Regions from separate parts of the Sus scrofa genome. Here region 1 is linked to region 2. The links are chromatin contacts, called in public HiChIP or PLAC-seq maps. All regions are on one chromosome and are shown on one strand. Each heading gives the region's core, a stretch centred on a gene start, on an enhancer-like site or on the middle of the called end of the contact. The rest is flanking DNA. Distances are from core to core; before and after follow the strand shown.

The links. HiChIP or PLAC-seq counts read pairs in DNA pulled down with a chosen protein or histone mark.
Region 1: an H3K27ac HiChIP or PLAC-seq map of alveolar macrophages shows a contact between it and region 2. The contact joins two enhancer-like sites. A contact is called at or near these places in 1 of 47 Hi-C or Micro-C datasets (embryonic fibroblasts) and 1 of 2 datasets of contacts at active chromatin or transcription factors (alveolar macrophages).

The regions. Positions count from the first base shown.
Region 1 is chr10:9,057,562-9,060,299 of Sscrofa11.1, reverse strand. All of the region lies in intron 5 of LYPLAL1 (lysophospholipase-like protein 1), which reads right to left. Among named protein-coding and RNA genes, the nearest start is that of LYPLAL1, 110 kb to the right of the region's middle. Within about 2 kb of position 1,404, at least 9 of the 83 cell types and tissues checked have an H3K27ac peak or open chromatin away from gene starts, as enhancers often do. A contact at or near this core is called in alveolar macrophages, where this site is marked.
Region 2 is chr10:8,896,962-8,899,661 of Sscrofa11.1, reverse strand. All of the region lies in intron 2 of LOC102164422, which reads left to right. Among named protein-coding and RNA genes, the nearest start is that of LYPLAL1, 48 kb to the left of the region's middle. Within about 2 kb of position 1,286, at least 7 of the 83 cell types and tissues checked have an H3K27ac peak or open chromatin away from gene starts, as enhancers often do. A contact at or near this core is called in alveolar macrophages, where this site is marked.

The sequences.
Region 1 (2,738 bases), core at 155-2,654, 160 kb before region 2:
AAGTCACAGCCTCTGTTCCAGGGTGGTGGCAGGTATGCGGTGTGTGTCTGTGTGTACACAGGCAGGGGTACACGGCTTCGCCAAAGCTGAAAACGTATCTCCATCAATACTGTCGTGGGGGAAGAAAAGCCACCATGGGAATCGACTCCACTTTTCTCCAGGGCTCTCGGGATTGTTTTTGCCTTTGCTCTCATCCTTTCTAAATCTCGTCCGCTATCATTGAGGCTCATTTTATATGTTGTTGAAGAAACACCAGCTCCATGGGAACTGTGGTCCTCCCTGCCCCTGGGCCCCTCTGGTACCTGTTTGGGTCGGAGCAACGGTAACAAAGGCCGGAGTCAAGGCCGTGTGCTCTCCAGAGAAGTTGGCAGGAATTTCCTGACACCACATGACACAGGCAGGGCTCTGCCCGTTTCAGCTCTGGCCAACCTCACAGGGCAGACAGATGGCCAGTGATGCTTCGCGTTTGCCCATGGGTCTCCATGCCCTGGCCCTTGCCTCTCCCAAAGCCAACTCCCTGGTAGAAGACAACGAAGCTTCTGGAGAAAGCAGGACTGTTGTCAGGCCATAAGCACAAGGGTCTGTGTCCCACTCATCTCTCCTATTTTTCCCTCCTCCCCACAAGGTATTCTACCCCAGATTTTTTTTTTTTCAATGCATCTTCTAATTCCATGACTGGCCAACCCTTAGTCCATGTGTTGTCACCTGCAGCTTCTTATGTCACACTCTGTGACTTTTCCCCAAGTGTTCCTGTTTCAGGAAAGGAAAATCAGCCTCTGGGTACATTAAACCATCAGGTTAGGTCTCAAGTTAGGTTTGTTTAGCTAAATAGTTGTCCTTGCTTATAGGAGTTAATGAATAAAACAAGGTCTGGATTTCACTAGTATCTTTGAACTTTACGTCTTGCATTTCACACCAGGAGCCAATTTCACGCTGAACTTTCCTATTTTAACACCTAAGATCAAAGAAAAAAAAAAGCCTTGTTTCAACAAACTAGCATGTAGAATGCAGCATTAAAATCTAAAACTGAGGCTAACTTCAGCTTCTCTGGTTTTCCCTTGCAGCAATGTTTACGTGTTTGATTTTTAATTTGAACATGTATCTCATAAGACCTCAGAAACAACAGAATACTGAATACCTGCGACAGAAAACAGGATCCGTGAGAAAGGGGAAAATTACACACAGGAACCCTAAGGCTCCTGATGTGTTGGGTTTTTTCCAGCTATAATACAATTTAAACTTGGAGAAAACCTATGTAAACTATCGCCTTTTTTATTTCTTAGAAGTTTCAAGTAAACAATTTTGCTTTGGTTTGCTTGATTTGGGGAAGAATGCTTAAAAGTGTAAAAGGCGTAAGAATCATTTGCAAGAAAGGAAAAATACATTCCATGACATATAGCCTAATGTTATCTGATTGCAAAATCACGGCTCGAGGGTTTTGACACCTCGAGAAGTTATTCACCTCATTGTCCTCAAGAATGAGTTTGTTTCTATTGGGAACATCTGTTGATCTAGTGAAGCCAGCAGCATCTCCATCCCGAGGCTGCAGCCCCTACTCTTTTTAGAATCAGAATGGATACATTTATCAACGGAGCTAATGAGAGAGGCCAGAGGTTGGGGTTTAGACGGGCGTGTTTAAATGACTAATACATTGTGCAATGGGGGGGGCAGGGTATGTGGTTTCCCCTTGTGGAGAAACATCAGTGAAGGGAAACTTGGCCATAGTGGTACCAAGAGAAGTCACGCTACAGAGTGAGGTGAATTCGAACAGAGTGATGAACTCAGGGAAATGCTTTCTCTGCGGATATTTCTAGGCCAGTACAGGAAGAATCGGAAAAGACTGGCTCTTTTATGTTCCTGCAGCATCCCCCAGAATTGGCCCTTTGTCACCAGGCAGCATCTTTGGCTGGTCTCCAGCGGTCTTCAGCAGCCCCAGAACCAGTCTCATGGAGTTCACCCCCATATGCCAGCCTTCAAATCTGCCCTCTGGGAATATGTCCCTGTCCCTTTTCCCAGGGATGCCCTAGGGGTTCTCCACTTCCTCTTGGTGAGTGTTTGAGGACATGGTGATCTCATCGGGGAATGAGCAACCCTAGGACTTCCTTCGTTTGCTCTGTCTTACTCTAAACACACAATTCCCTGATGACCTTGGTCAAATTTTAATCTATTTTATGCACTCAACTCAAGGACTAGTAAGCAAAACTAGAGTTATTGTGGGTTGTAGTCTTTGAGCCTGGAATTTGGCATGGGAATCTCTCTTTCGTGACCAAAGACTTTGGTTCTCTTGTTATGGGCAAGTATTTATGAAGTATATGCTGGGCAGTAGAAACACATCCGTGAATAACATGCAGTCCTTATTTTAGACAATCTCACAGCAGAGTGAAGAGGGATTAGGATGGGGGTTCTTGTCACAGCACAGTGGAAACGAATTCGACTAGGAACCACGGGGTTTTGGGTTCGATCCCTGGCATGGCTCAGCGGCTTAAGGATCCAGGGTTGCCATGAGCTGCGGTGTAGTTTGCAGATGCGGCTCGAATCTTGCATTGCTCTGGCTGTGGTGTAGGTCAGCAGCTATAGCTCCAATTGGACCCTCAGCCTGGGAACCTCCATATGCCATGGGTGCAGCCCTGAAAAAAAGCAAAAAAAGGAGGGATTAGGATGGAAGAAAAATGAGCATGTAGGGTCTTTTAACTTGGACAGTTTGGGTTGCAATGAAAAAGGGTGACTCTGAGGTCTGT
Region 2 (2,700 bases), core at 37-2,536:
AGACGTGTCAAGATCCTGATCCCTAGGTAACACCAGAGGGGGACACTTAGGCTCCCAGGTAGGGGATTAAGATTACTGAGAATAAAGATTTCTGGCTACTTCAAAATCTTGACCAATTGGTACAATAAGGAAAAAAACCAAAACCAAACAAAAAACCAAACCTTTCAGCCAAAATAAAGTTTGAGCAAATTGGGTATCATGAGATGATTTGGAACGTTTTCGTTAAGCGCACATGCAGAAATTCCAACAGTGAGTGCTAATGGACTCCTAGAAGCGCTTCACAAGCATTGTATTTGTACTAGATAATTCACAGGAGAGAGAGGCAGTGAGCTAAGCCCGGTGTTAATTTCAAGCCACCTCCCTCTTTGTTTAAAGGAAACTCATGCTGCTTTATGGAATTGTCACATTCAGCGGTATTCTGTGTAGTTCTTTAATTTCCATTCCTCCCAAATGTCAGGTAGCTTTATCTAAACTAAGGCACATAGCCTTTCCTTTCTTTTTCTTTTGTTTTTGTTATGGATCACACTTGGATGCTGGGAAATGTCAGATAATGTTGGTAAACACATCACATTTGACATCTTTTTCCTTTTTGCTGTAGGTACACATTATTAAAGGACATTGACTATTCTCTTTCCAGCCCGCTGTGCAGACAGGGTTTTTTAATTCTCTACTTCCCCTCAAGAATGAAACATTTTCATATACTCCCAAAATGGAAAAAAAAAAAATCTGCATAAATTCAAAGGGTGAGGTATCAGCCGAAACTGTATCCACATGGAGCCTCTGACTCAAACATGTCAAAACAAGCAAAATCCATTTTGTTACCCATAAAAACCTGGAGAATAAACACATCTTTAAGGGTGAAATGAAGAGTCCAAGTGAAAGTAAAAATATTGCAGTCATTGATTTTGAAGCAGCCACGATGCTTAAAGGAACTTGGAGGGATTTTTGTTTTATTTAAGGATATGCAGCAAAAAGCTAAAAGCGTTCAGGAATGTTTCAGGGAAGCAGAAAGTTAATCATTGTGGTGACTTACCTAGTACAGGGCCATTGGCTACTGTAAAACCTTGGAACATCATTTCTGTACTTGTGTAGTTCCCTACAATGTAAATCCCACTTTCCAAGGTAGAATCCCTTCCTGCTGGGACCAGACATTTAATTTGGTTTCTTGAAATCATATGCACCTGGGAAAGATTGTGGTTTAGCCCTGCAAGCCAACGGGTGCGATGCCTCCCGTTCTCAGAGTGGACTGTGGCAGAGCTGTTAATAGCAGCTTCCTGAATCTCTAGCTTCCTTATTTTGGCAGACACATCAGCTTCCCGGGTGGGCCGGTTGGGAGTGTGATTCTGGGAGTCATTCCTGGAACTTAGCCTAAAGTCTGTTTCCTTGGCCTTTAGATGATTCTGTGAGCCACCCAAATCTCGTAATAAAACCCTTTCTGCTTGAAGTAAGTACAGTGGATTCTGTTATCACAACCAAGAATATTAGTATATCTGATAATTGCTCCTGTAGGATTGACAACACTGGCAGCCAGTGTCAACTGGGAGCAAACCAAATCATATAATAACAAGAGCAGAGGCATGAAGGGAATTGTTTTTAAAGGAGACAGAGATCTAACTAGTTTGGGCTGTATTAGTTTAATCTTGTATGGCCAACAATATTATTTGAGCATGAATGATAATGTCTTTTATTAATTTGGTGTCAAATAAGGCCCCTAATGTGATTTAGAGTGCTGATCTTGAAAATATTTTATTATAGAGATATTCTGACATTAATCTTTTGATAGTGGCATCTTATTTTTCTTAAATAGTAATAATTTCTACCTATATTGCTTCCTGACATATTGTGATTAGAGCCTGAGATAGTATACATCTGTATAGAGAATAAAATATTCATTGGGCATAGTAAAAAACCCAAACTACTTAGATGTTTTATTCTACCTTGGACCTCCAGAATCTGAAATTCTGAGATTAATGCCCAGGACACTGAATTTTTAACAACGTTGCATGTTCATTCTTAAGTATATTAACATACTAGGACCAGTGTTTGAGAATACTGAGAAAAAAGTGTTTTTAGAAATGCTAATAAATCTGTAATTGTTAAAATTTATTAATAAATTCACCACCTGGTTTTTAGTTCAATGACCTCCACTCTAAAAGTTAACTACTGCATATCAAAAAGATGTTTTTCCTCAGAGATGAGATTTTAATAGCTTTCTTAACTGTCTTTTAAAATTCACAGCCAGTGGTTTAAATATTCAAAACAAACAAAAATTCAACTTGCACCCGGTCATCTCTTCCTAACCAGTTTTGGGTCTTTTCCTGGTCAGTATAAGAGGAAAAATTATCCAGAGGAAACTGGAGCAATTTCTCAGTCTCTTCTGTCTAATTTAACATTTATTGAACACTTACTGTATACTAGGCATGATGCGAGGCTCTAGACATGAAGTGAAAAAAATAAAATAAAGGACCAGATTATCGCAAGGCCAGACAGATTTGATGCAAGGTGTGAAGGGCCGCGACAGTGTCTGCACATGCTGTGTAGGAGCGTAGACCAGTGACTCTCATGCTTGACCACACACTGGAATCACTTGGGATGCTTTGGAAAAAACCCCGATGCTTGGATCCCAATTTCAGAGTGCCTCATGTGTTATTCTGAGATTTTAAAAATCTTCCTGCCGACTGTAATGTGCAGCTCAGTTGA